Linked DNA regions of Mus musculus: region 2 is linked to region 1. The links are chromatin contacts, called in public Hi-C maps. All regions are on one chromosome and are shown on one strand. Each heading gives the region's core, a stretch centred on a gene start, on an enhancer-like site or on the middle of the called end of the contact. The rest is flanking DNA. Distances are from core to core; before and after follow the strand shown.

The links. A called contact is a pair of places that touch in the nucleus more often than the background predicts.
Region 2: a contact with region 1 is called in a Hi-C map of the N1E-115 cell line, with 7 times the contacts expected there. The contact joins the enhancer-like site here to the promoter of Dpyd in region 1. A contact is called at or near these places in 2 of 39 promoter capture datasets (both in liver), 5 of 484 Hi-C or Micro-C datasets (the N1E-115 cell line, astrocytes, cortical neurons and 2 more), 1 of 115 datasets of contacts at active chromatin or transcription factors (hepatocytes) and 2 of 9 other capture datasets (adipose tissue and liver).

Annotation. Positions count from the first base shown.
Region 1 is chr3:118,558,106-118,564,682 of GRCm38.p6, reverse strand. Dpyd (dihydropyrimidine dehydrogenase) reads right to left here and starts at 2,503. Exons shown (of 23, transcript NM_170778.3): 1 at 2,369-2,503. The coding sequence starts at 2,407.
Region 2 is chr3:118,672,127-118,678,703 of GRCm38.p6, reverse strand. Dpyd (dihydropyrimidine dehydrogenase) reads right to left here. Exons shown (of 23, transcript NM_170778.3): 3 at 4,133-4,215. Among named protein-coding and RNA genes, the nearest start is that of Dpyd, 110 kb to the right of the region's middle. Within about 2 kb of position 3,428, at least 33 of the 459 cell types and tissues checked have an H3K27ac peak or open chromatin away from gene starts, as enhancers often do. A contact at or near this core is called in the N1E-115 cell line and forebrain, where this site is marked.

The sequences.
Region 1 (6,577 bases), core at 1,254-3,753:
TGCTGAGTGTGCTGGCTCTCTACTATATTTCCATCCCTTTCCATTCATGTGTGATATAGGACTGAGCCTAAAAATTAGAAAGAAATAGACATAAAACATCTTTGAAGATGTCAGTAACCTGACAAAATATTTTGGTCTGACTCTGAAACCAGATTCTACAAGTAGCTCACTGGAAAAATTAAACCTCTACGATAGTGAGTGGCTATTGATACCTTCTCATCTTTTTCTCAAATAGCAAGTGCCTTATCAATGTATTCTTATTCCCATCTATTTCACACCACTTTTAAATTACCTCCTCCATTTCATGGAGACAAAGACAATGATCACAATGAGATCAGCTTCCCCACGATGGTTTTTAATGAACAACATGTTCAGGAAAGCTTTCGAATTTGACAGAAAACTAAGCCTTCATAATTTATTCTGATTCTTCAATACAAAGAGAATTTCAGTAGGTTAACAGGATTAACGGAGGCATCTCTGTGTGAGTGTGTTCCTCCGGCTTAATGTACCTTTCCTCACTGTGTTATATTTTAATGATTAATTTCACGCTCTTTCATGGTATTTTTAGCTCATGAATCATGGGTATTACTTTGAGGGGAAAGTAAAGTATTGTGGGTGAAAAAGAAAAAAAAAGATGCGACTGATGAGAGTGTGGAGCACACAAGTACAAATGCTGAAGACAGTGAATGCCTCCACTCCAAGTTGTAAGGTGTGCATCAAGTGGGAGTCACACACAGCAATGTTACGCTCATCTGAATGAACCAGGAAGGCCCAGAGGGAATAAATGTTCTTGATGAAAACTTATACAATTAAACTGGACACTTCGTACCTCACCGGCATCATTTTCCTCATAAGAATACAGATAAGAACTGCTTTTTCAAGACAAGCACATGAGAAACAACATAAAACATGAAGTCAGCTAAGCTTGAAACACTCTTCTGAAATTAAACAAAAGCCATCCGATCTGTGACACCCTGATTCCTGACAACTGTAAAGCCTGGATGCTGCCAAAGGATTGCTAACTGATTTACTTTAACAAAACCAAAAATGTCCCAGGGGTGTTAAATCAAAGATAGTACCCAGAGACCATGACTTCGATCAGACATGGTAGGTATCCTGTGCCCTGCATGCACACACATATAGTTCATTATATCAGTCATATTGTTCAATAGCCAAGAAAGAAATTGTGAAGAAAAGTCTAAGTAAACTACACAGAGAAAGAAGTCAACACGTTATCCTTTGCTCTTACTGCTACAGTGGATTTATCAAAGGAAAATATGAAGGCTCTTAGAACACTATCAGCTTTCTTTTAAGAGCATATAAAGGTTCATTATCACTGACGGCAGGGTGCGGGGAGAGCAGGGTGCAGAAGAAAACCAGTTAGCTATCCTGCTGCAAACAGGTGTCTTTAAACTTGTATTTAAAGAGCAGAACAAACGGGGGAGGGGGAGGGGGAGGGGGAGGGGGAGGGGGAGGGGGAGGGGGAGGGGGAGGGGAAAGGGTGTGTTATTTCTAAGCAAACACACAGAAGGTGGGAAAAGGGGGCCGGGCAGGAGGGAAGGAAACAGTAAGGGAAGAGAACACGAATATTCTACAAAAGTTTTGTTTTGCTTTTATCTCGAAGAAAATTCCCTAAACAAAACGGAACTGAAACCTGAGAGACACAGGCTTTGATTCAGCGTGATTAAAATCACGGCCATAACTCAAATCTTTCTCCCAACACACACATTAAAGTATATAGAACTCAGAGGAAAAATTTTTTGCTATTTCAGGTAGGGGATCGTTCTCAGAAAAATGAGATTTTTGGAAGAAACAGAGAACAAGAGAGAATCAAACACTGTTGAGAGGAGAGAACAGAGCAGTTTGTGTATCTCTTTCCGGGGAGGTCGCACTTTCCAATGTCTTCTGTACTTCGTTCCATTTTTTCCAAATGTGAAATTAAGTGGTAAACAATACCAGGGCCAGCGCCGCTCGAAACAGCGGCCTGGATCTTGGATTTCTATGCTCCACTTTTGCATACTGCGGGGCTTTGTTATTATAGGTGGGTCACTGGGTGGTTGTCCCACAAAACCACGGAGGGGACAGAGGAGGAGTTAGAGGGTTCCCTGGGCGGGAAGTGGAGCTACTGTCCCCTGGAGTCCAAGCCTCTGCACTCTGAGCCTCTGGGTCACTATGACTTAGGGCAGAGAGAGACGGCCACTTTTAAGTCTCCTACGAAGTAACCAGGTCCTGGTGCCGGAGTACAGTGTCCAGCCTGGTCCGCAAGTCTCTCCCGGGGAAACTTCGCGGATCTCCAGCTCTGTCCCGGGTGCGCCCCCGGGCCTCCCGCCCCTCTGTGACCCTCCCACCCCAGGGCCGCGGTCGGTACCTCGATGTCCGGCGCGTCCCTGCTCAGCACACCCGCCATGGCAGCGCTTTCTGGCCTCAGACTCCCGCACACAGACCCTCCCTCTGCTGCAGCAGCCTCCAGCCCCGCACCAAAGCCTCAGCTTGCCCCAGCACTGGTGCACTGACTGCCCGAGCCAAGGCAATATGGAAGGGGCGGGGCTATGCTAAAGACACGCCTCTGGGGCGGGGCAACGCTCAAGGCACGCCTCACAGCCACACCGTTCCACTGGTCCCAAGCTGCCGGGCTCTGTTCCAGAGAATTTCTGGTTGTGCTGGCCTTTGCTCCCCAAGGTTGAGTTTGGTAGGCGGGTTTAGGTGTCAGAGATCCCCAGAATTAAAAGCAAACAATTGCGTCTTTGATGTTCTTCTGAGTTCTGAGCCCTGCAACGTGCAGAAACAAAGATTAAAGAATAAGATGTCCCAGAACTCTCCAGGGACCAGGGAGTACCTGTGTTCCTCTGGCCACCAGCAAATAGGCTGGAAGGATTTTTGAAGCTGTTCTGGGGGAGTAGTAGTATTGGGGAGCCTAGGGCACAAGAAGACAGACAGACATCAGTATCCACAGTCTAGAACAGCCTATAGTGAGATGGTTCTCAACCTTCCTCATGCTGCGACCCTTTAATCTGTTCCTTATGTGTGGTAATCCCCATCCATAAAATTATTTCATTGATATTCCAAAATCATAATTTTGCCATTATAAGTAGTAATGTAGATACTTGTGTTTTCCAATGATCTTAGGTGACCCCTGTGAAAGGGTCTTTCCACTCCCAAAAGAGTCCCAGAGGGGTCTCCATGCACATGTTGAGAGCTACTACTTTAGTGAAAGGGTATCTGTAGAGGATCAAGGCTTTCTTTCTGCATGGCAGTCCATGCCTATTTTTTTAAAAATATATAGTAATATTCTAAAATGTGACGTTCATAAATATGAACAGGGGTTGTTTATTTTGTGCATTTGGTCACATAGTTGGTAGGGAGAAACAATGATGTCATCAGACTAGTCCTCTCCTCAACTTTGTGGCAGCCTAGGCGCCAGACCATTTTCTAAGTCGGACATCTTCTCTCATGGTGCTATCTGTTTCTTTTAAGGCACACAGGGCACTTCGTCCTATTGGCTAGATCATGATAATTTTGGAATCATATGATTCCCTCCTCGCTGGTATTTTTCGTTACTTTATCCATTTTCTTTTAATTCGACATGTACTTAACGCTTCGTTTTGTTTTCAGTGTAACACTGCCATGTTGGGTTTTCTAGATGTGGTCTTCAAGAAGGCTCATCACTGCTCTGACAACAAGACTGGCAGGACACAAACTGTGGTGCCTGCACTTGGCAGAAAAAGAGGAACACATGGGGGGCAGTCTTGGATGCCTGGAGAGGGCTTATAGTACAAACCACCTGGTTACCTTTAAGGTCTTGAAACTTCCAGTGGTTGGACACATATTGTCCCTTCAATCAACTATTAGCACACACAAAAATTAATAATAATAATAATAATAACAACAACAACAACAATAAAAGCTAGAGGGTTAAATAGAACCCCCAGATTCACCCTTGGCTTCTGTATTCTCACTCATTCATTTAATCTTTCTCCAACTTTAAGGATTTTTCCATTCTAACCAGATCTTGAGTCACTTGGAAACGGGTATGTCAGCTTCTGCTGTTAAGTCTCCTGAACTCTAGAGTGGGATTCTAAATATGAATTAGCCCCCTCGCTCCCCCACCCACAAGATGTGACCTTTTTCAGTGGCCCAATGCAGCCCACATACAATTGGGGTTTGTTTGGTTGTTGTTATTGTTGTTGTTGTTATCCTTCTTGTTCATATCTGCGTGACAAGCTCCTGTCCACCTTCTACCTCACTGGGGTCTCTCCTCCCTAACAACTGTTACACCCACCAAGCATTGTTCTGAACTTTCATCTCTTCCCTGATTCTCCTCATTTCTCTCCCCAAGATACTGCTTCCCTTCTCACTAATCCTTGAGCCTCTGAATCATTCCAACCACCAAGAGAAATTAGACCTGCCCTGCCTACCTCTGCCATTCTAGCTTACAACAGCCTAGGTTTTTCTTAATGGTCATGTCAAGTTTATTTGCCTGCTCATTCGCATGTGACTTGCTTGATATAAGTCTTCTGTTTCAGATGCAGGTTCCAAAATAAACAGGATCAGTGTCTGACTTCGCTGTCTACTGAACATGTTGTTCCTTGTCTGGGCTTGAAACATACAAGAATTACTGACTAAAGGGACAGGAGATTCTGCATTTAAAAATGCTTTGGAAAAACTGTAGTTTCTCTCCATTGTGGAGAATGAGTCACAGTATCAATCAACAAATCTGTGATTAAAATAGCTCATTGTAACTACTTCTATATTCAGGAGTATAGTCTAAGGGCAAATTCTCCTCTAGTTCCCAGGATCCAAACTTACCTCCAAATTATTACCATTTCTCTAAAGTCAACCATGTCCTTGTGGAGATACATAGCCATCATAGATAATCATAAGTACCAGCAAAGATACATACATGTTCAAATATTGAAAAATAATGTGCACAACTTTTATGCACAAGTGTACACATATAGCTCATATGTCTTTAGACCAATATTATGTATATGCATTTATTCCCCACTTCAGTCTCTGAAGTTCAAAGCAATGCTGAGTTTGCTAAACCATGTGTTTTCTCAAGTGACATTTCAATGAAAATATTATCAGATAGCAATCAATGTTTTGTCTGGCTCTAGCATGCATTATGCAAAGTATTGGATTTCTTACGGCCTTTCCATAAATTTATATTATACACTTTAATCTATTATAGCCCTCTATCTCTTTCTCTTAGCAAACTCCTTCCTCCTCTTGGTCTTCTTATTTCTAAATAGTTTCTCTTCTATATTGGTGCCTTAACTTTTAAAATTTAGATTTTTGCATTTGGGTACTAGCATACAAGTTATTTATATAAAATATATAGTACATACCCACAATTTCTTTCTGTGATTACTATAATTTATATAACTCTCTATGAGAAGAAAAATCTGAAGCATGACCATATTGGTCAAATTCAAGAGTTTTATGAGTTGCCATTAATAAGCTAAAATAGATTTCTAAAATAACTTCAGCATGCCCCAGCTCCACCAAGCAGATGTATCCTCTTCTAAAATACTTAATTAAGGCATCTGATCACATTGTTCACAGGCCACACATATTCTCTGTGATCAGTGATTAAATCTAATAATATTTTAAATCTAATTAAGTGCCACATTAAACACCGTTGTATCTGTAAATAATCCAAACTGTAGAAAGATCCTGCAAACACCTTGACACAACACTTTTAAAAAGTTGTAAGTTATGATGGCATTTGTCAAGCTGCCCCTCCATCTGGAAGCAGAGCCAAATATCAGGTGTTCTACATTAATTTTTTGTAGACTTTGGAGAGACAGTTCATCCCTCAACTTAACAGTTTACAGCCTATGAATGAATATTATATTATTATCGCAGTCAGAAGGCTTATGAGTCATCTTTAATTTCGTATCTGAAAAGTTGTTCGCTATCACAGATTTAGAAACAAAATAAAAATTCAGGTTTCCATATGCTCTTATTTTCTCCCTAGTAGTCTAGCATTAGACAATTTTTGGACATGTTTTGGAATACTATTTTTCTAAAAACACAACCAAAGACTTTAGATGATCATGACCTTACTTTCAGTCCATCTGATTTTCTAGGATCAGCATATTCATATCCAAACTGTCCAGAAGAATAATGCCTGAGGCAAGTTAGGTCCAAATCTTCCTAATATTCATTTCTCAAAAAGATCGTAAGATGCATTACAGCCAACATTATAAGATGGAGACAACTCTCCCACCTACATGTAAACATGTATCACATAATGTGATTAAAGGAACACATCACAGAATTATGAACACCTTACAGAAACTTATTAGACAACTATTGGGTGCTGTTATTTCAGGCATTACAGGGCTTTGTGAGATCCGTGAACAATGACTCAGATGTCCCTGTCTATAAAAACATCAACTCAGCAACTCTGAGCACAAGGTCTAACTGAATGGGTTTGTTGTGAGAGTCATACCCAAAATATAAGTAGTGGCATTTTGTACATTGCAAAGTTCTGTGAAACATGGTAGATACTAGGTTTTAAAATCTAGTTCTCCTGAGTTCACATTCTATGACTAAGCCATTGATACACTTT
Region 2 (6,577 bases), core at 2,179-4,678, 110 kb before region 1:
TACCATTCAAACCATAATCACAAGAATCCTTTAAGTGAAATATTTAAATACCTAAAATAAACAATTCCACTCTTACTATAAAATGGCTGCATTTGGGAGGCTTGGGAGCCACTGTGGCAGGCTACTCACACACTGATAGGCACAGATAAGTCTACCATCACAGCATTTGGAGCAGCCCTGCTCTGAGTCTATCCATAGTCCACAGAATGTAGACAAGAACCTCCCTGCTATAAGCTTTTCTCCACCCTACGCTGCATGGCACAGCCAAGCCTCACTTAGCTGATAGTACTTCATTTAAATTGAAAGTCCTAAAATGTTTGAAGAACTACTCTTGTGAAAACCCCTTACCTTCCAATGGCTACAGACTTCAAAATACTAACAAACTACAAATGGCCACATCAACCTCACTCTCTGCCCTAAACTGTAGGATTATATTTTTCCCATAGTAAATGCAATTCCACACATGGGGTAGACTTCAGCATCTCAAAAGTATCTAAAAAGAAAAAAAAATCTGCATGTAATTCTTTTTCACTTTCTCTCTCTCTCTCTCTCTCTCTCTCTCTCTCTCTCTCTCTCTCTCTCTCTCTCTCTCTCTCTCTCCCTCCCTCTCTCTCAGTTACTATGCTTATCCAATGTTATTTACCCAGAATATTCCAAAGAGAAAGCTGTGGTTCATATATATATATTTTTTTTTTACATAAAGAGAATTCAGACTAAGGGCATTATTACATGTAGAATCCCTGACAGTATTAAAACAATTCATAAACTGAAAAGGAACAGAGTCAAGATGCATATCAAAGACTAGCCAGGACGGAAGCTGGATGAGGACACAGAGTGTTGAGCACAGGCTGACTCCTCTCTAAGTGCACTGATGCAGATGCTTAGTAGAAGATACCAATCAGAAGAAAGGCCCCAGGAGCTCAGGTCAGTCTGTCAATTCCAGCCAGGTCTGGAATAGCCCCTTTCCACCTCCATCCCTAGTTAAACATTCAAGGGTACCCCCGTGGACACCTGAAGTCACTGAAGGCCTGGTGTAGAAATGACCTGATGGGGAAAAGGATGCTTCCATTGCCAAGCCAAACCTTTGACAGAGGATAAAGAAAGGAGCTACTGTTAAGTGTGTGGAAGCAGAGAAGAGCTCAAGTATACAGCCTGGAGATATGACCTTCCCACCCTTCACTTCCACTGAATGACTAGTTCCTCAAGGGCACAACCTGTATCCTTCAGGTCTGTAATCATCACCTGATGTGTTACAGATCTGAAAGTAATATTTTTTAAAAAGGCAAATAATGGTCTCTATCCCTACAAGGTGCTTTCTCCCTGTACTCTAACTCCACAGAACAGTAAGTTTATTATAGTTTTACACCCCAAATTATCATTAAAACCATAAAAGTTCTAAAAAAAATTCCTTGAAATATTTAACTTTTTTGTTTTACAGAACACTAGATTCTATATAAAGTTGATCTGCATCAAAGTCTAACAAAAATATTTTCACAGAGCCTGCCGATATCAGTCCCTTTGCTAACTGATGTTTGCCTAAATTATTTCTGAATGTCTAATGCTGCCCCAAACCTGTTCTGGGGTCTTGGTGCTATCACTGTCCCAGTAAAACTCTTACTGCTCCATTTCTGCTTATGAATTCATGACATAGAAGAAACTTATTATTGATCAAAAAAGTCTATCTACACATATGGTTGTAGTTAAAAAAAAAATTCATCTTGTCTTCCAACACAGCCTTGCTGTTTTTCAAGCAAACCTTGACAGTCCACTCTATACTACACTGTTTCCTCTATACTACTCTACTTCCAACACTGTCTTTTAGCCTCTGTGATCCTCTTCAATTAATTGCCTGTGTTTAGTATTGGTTTTCTGTGATCAGTTCTTCTGAACTGATGCATTATTTTTTCTTCTTGAATTCCATCTATGGTCTCCTCTGTCTAGATATTTTCATGTGAAAGAATGAGCCCCTGATGTATTAAAAACAGAAGGTGCCCACCGACATGATGCTATACAGTCTAATGCTACCGGTTGCTAAATTATTTCACTGCGTCTGGTGAGTCCAGACATGAATGTGTGTGCATACATATGTGTAGGTGGACACATAAAATAGTCAGCCTAAGTAAACAAGTGCATTTCACCACCATGTGATTAAATTCTGAATTGAATTATCTGGACTGCTGCCCTACTCACTGCATGGGTAGTCAGAGGTCACCCCAACTACGTAATTAATGCTGTGTTCCCACCCCCATCCATTCATTCTGATTTTACGAGCAAGATCTCCCTGTATGGCATAAATAGTAGTGATTTTTTAAATTGGCAGAATTTAATAATGATCTTTTTTATCTACAGCTCTCCTACAATTCTCGACTTGGTTTTTCTGGAGGACAGATCTCCTCCAATGCTCACAAGTCCTTGTGTTCACTGTGTTTCCCCATTCACATCCATATCCATTCACATGGCCCTTTTCAGTTCTCTCTGTGGTTTTGGTCTTCAGTTCTTTTATTCAAAAGCATGAGAGCTGGCATCCTCTTTGTCTTCCTGTTTTCAACGTGTTTATTTCAAGATGAATAGAAATTAAATTGCCAAAATAATTGGTTTCTAAATAGATATTAGTATGCACATTTCATGTATTCAAAATTATAAACTCTACATAAATGGCATGTTCAATTTTTAGTGGCACCGTGGTTTTCAGTACAGAATCCAGGACATATTTAAAAACAGGAATTCATTCATAATTCCTGTCCTAGACTTTTCTACAGTATAATTTGTTTTTAATTTTTAATTTAAAATTATTTTGGATAACAAACTTTCTTAGACTGTCAGTGTATTTTATACAGACACAAATTCTCGATTGCACACTCAGTTTTATTTTTCCATCTTTTTTATTAGTAAAGGCATTAACAATAAAATAGGTTTCCTTGCTCCAGCTGGTAATTTCTCCTCCACACTAGTAATATATTATTCCCCTTTTTGTGACATCATAATCATCTATACAGAAGTACCATGTATCTTTGTGTAGAAGCTACTGTTTCCTGTAAATTTAATTACCTCCCCCTGTGGTTTTAAATAGAAGTGGCTTCAAAATGAGGGCAGCTTCTATTAAATTTAATTACTTTCTCCTGCTGCTTGCATGGTAAAAGGGATGTTGCTAAATGAGAGTGGCTTCTAAACTAAAGTATATGGTAGCTGTGTGCAAGCAATAACAAAATTGTGTTTAAACCTGCAAGCAGCCAGTCTGTTAGATTTCCTGTTTCCCGTATTTTAACTTTCTATATCTTAAAGCCATCTTAAATAACGAACTTTAAGATATTTTTTTAAAGTAACGTTAGTTTTATGAGTACAACAACAACAAGAAGAAAATACCACTGCATTGTATAAATGCAGAAGACTGCTGCTGTATGGTTCAAGCTGGGAACTTTTAGTGCTACTGTTGTTGGTGACTTCCTTGTTCTAAGGATCACAAGCTTAGTGCTCACACATTGTTAATGCCTGGTCACATTTTCTTTGATTTTGATCAAATGAATTTAAAGGATGCTTCATTAAAGGTTATTTAAAAAATGATATCAAGGCTGGAGTGAGTGTTGAGAAAATAAAAATACAAATGTTAAGTGAATAAAATAAGGTTATTCATAGGGCTTTGCATGCAAGTGGAAGTAGCTCTATGTTTTGGAATTGTGAGATAATGTAAGTCACTTTAAAATACTTTTTAAATGAAATAAAACAGAAGATGAAATGAAGAAAAAAGAAACCTTTTTCAAATTAATTATTAATTAGGAAATAGTACTCAGCTAGACTACCTTTACACAATGTTTATTTTAAACTCACAGGCAGAATTTAGATGAACAATATTTCCATTCAATCCCACAACTTAGTCTAAATATAAAACAAGACACCCCGTAAGCATTTTAAGTAACAAATTAAACATTTACATTTTTTACTGTGCACTGAGGCTTAACATTTATGCAGCTTCAAAACCAAAAGTACAGCCTCAAGGGAAGTTTCTCCACTGACAAATTAATACCTTAGAGAACAGAGCTGAATGCTGGCGATGAACTCATTTGTTCCCCCAATAATGAAGAATGACTTTTTCTTTACCACATCTGTGACTGTTGCTATGGTGACCCAGACTTACCTCACTGCTTCTCGGAGAGCTCCTCGCTCACCAAGAGTCGTGTGCTTGATGTCATCAAAATTACTCTCCAGCTTCTCACAGGTCTGCAACACATTAAAACAGTGAATTAATTTCCCACACCCACCAAAGAAATTACGTCTATGCAGTTATGTAAAAATATAATCGATTGTATTGATCAAGGGCTCATGAAAAATAGGCACGCGGCTTAATTGGGTAGGATTCATTACAATCGACAGTGAAATTCAACAGCCACAAACTCTCCAGTCCTATGATGCAGCTGCAGGAGAAATCTTCTCATCAGACTTTCTTCAAAATAGGTGTTAAAAAAAAAAAAAAAGAGTGTCACACAAAACTAGCCAAACTGCCAGGGTTTTTCAGAATAGCAATTAGTTTCCTAAAATAATCTCAGATTCGTTAAAGCCAATGCAAATTTAAAAGAGAAAAATCTGTAAAGGTAAGTTCAAAATCATATTGATAAGTGTGTATGATAATGATCTAGTTCAAAATTGGGTAATGTGTACCGAAACGGAGCGGGCCAAAGTATGAAAAAAAAAGTGCCAGATAAACATCACAGATAAACCTTATAGGTAGCAAATACACCATTGCCAGTACATTGGATTTTCTAAAACTAAATTTAATTTATAAGCTACACTTATAATTTAATGGTACACTTTACACCAACAATTGTATATAACTTAATAAGTATCAAAAACATAGAACTGATATCAAATTTTAGCCTAAATAGGTAATTATTTTAATTTTTCAAATATTTAGGTCACAAAACAATAGTTTTGTACTTTGTTCTTTGTAGGGTTTTTTTTTTCTCTTGTTTTCAATTTTACAAACTGAAAAGTAAATAATAATTAAATTTAATTATGAATGTATTATTTGTTTCCCAAGTTATAAAAACAACATGCTGGGCTTCAGAAGACTACAGAACTTAGATTATTGATTTCCAATGTACAAGGGTAAATTAATTTCCAACCTACTAATATGCAATTCATCATTCCCCCTGAAGTCCTTCATTTTTGTGTAGCTCAAGTTAAGGACAAGATCATCTTGATGCATAACCAAATTGTTTTATGATGGAAATCTAAAATATTTCTAAAATAATTTAAATATAAAAGTTTTTATATTTAATGATGCTCAATTTATTATGTTTTCTAATATATGGTTAGTGCTTTGAGTGGCCCATTTATTTGAAATATTCTTCAAAACCAGTAAAGCCTCCTTTAGCATTTTTCGGGAAGCTTTGCAATTTTGTATTTCACCTTTTGATAAGCCATGCCTTTGAGATGACATCTATATAGTTTAAGACTGGAAATCACATCATTTGGATATCAATAAAATGCTATTTCTCTAAAATACCATCTATCATTGGGAGCCACTTTCCCATAATTAAGTTTCAGTGCCTACAGAATCTATTTCTCAATAGCATTCTGATCAATTGATCAATTTTTCCACACATGTGTCAGTACTACACACCTTAACTATACATATATCCACACTAAAATGAATTAATTATTCCTACAAATTAAGATAGGGAAAAAAACGAAATTGAAAGTGGCAAAAATGGCACATGAAGAAACTTTCATGATGAAAATTCAAATAGCCAAAAAACGTCAAGTTCTATATGATTAGTGAATAGAAAAAAAAGGAAACCTTAAAACATACCTAAGCTCCAATCTGTATTGAAAATGTGTAAAATAAAAAAGATATAACGTACAGTGTTTTTGTTCGAGTATGAAAAGCATTATACTGGTAATAACCCTGTGAACTGTTGCAGTCTCTTTCCAAAAAGATGGCTGTAGTTTCAACAGCCAACTATTGGCCCATGTATCCCAGCCCTGCTGTTTTACACTTGAAATAATGTTTAGTGTTTTTATCCAAAGTCTCATGAAAGAATATTAATGTTAATGTTGTTCCATATTCCCAACTGTAAAAACAAAAGCAGGAGTGGGTAGGTTAGTGAGTAGGGGGAGGGAGGAGAGGTCAAGAGGTTTTTGGAGGTGAAACCAGGAAAAACCATAACATTTGAAATGTAAATAAAGAAGATACTTAATGAAAAAGATGAAATATATGTGATGTAATACATTCATAGCCTAGAAAACTCCATAACACTAAGAATAAACAACTATAAATACATGAAGTAACATGGAAGCACCTCAAATTATACTGACAACAAAGTGATATACAATAGGAAACACATTCAAAGATAACCCTCTTTTAGTTTGCTTCTCTGTTACTGTGACAAAACACTGACCTAACCAGCTTTTGGAGGGAAGGGCTTTATTACCCCCAGGTAACACTCCTACAGCAAAAGGAAGTCAGGGCAGGAGCTCAAGTCATGAATCTGCAGTAAGAAATTGAAGCAAGTACCATGGAGGAACCTGCTTATTGCCTTACCTCTAAGCTGCATCAGCCACATTTCTTATGTACCCAAGC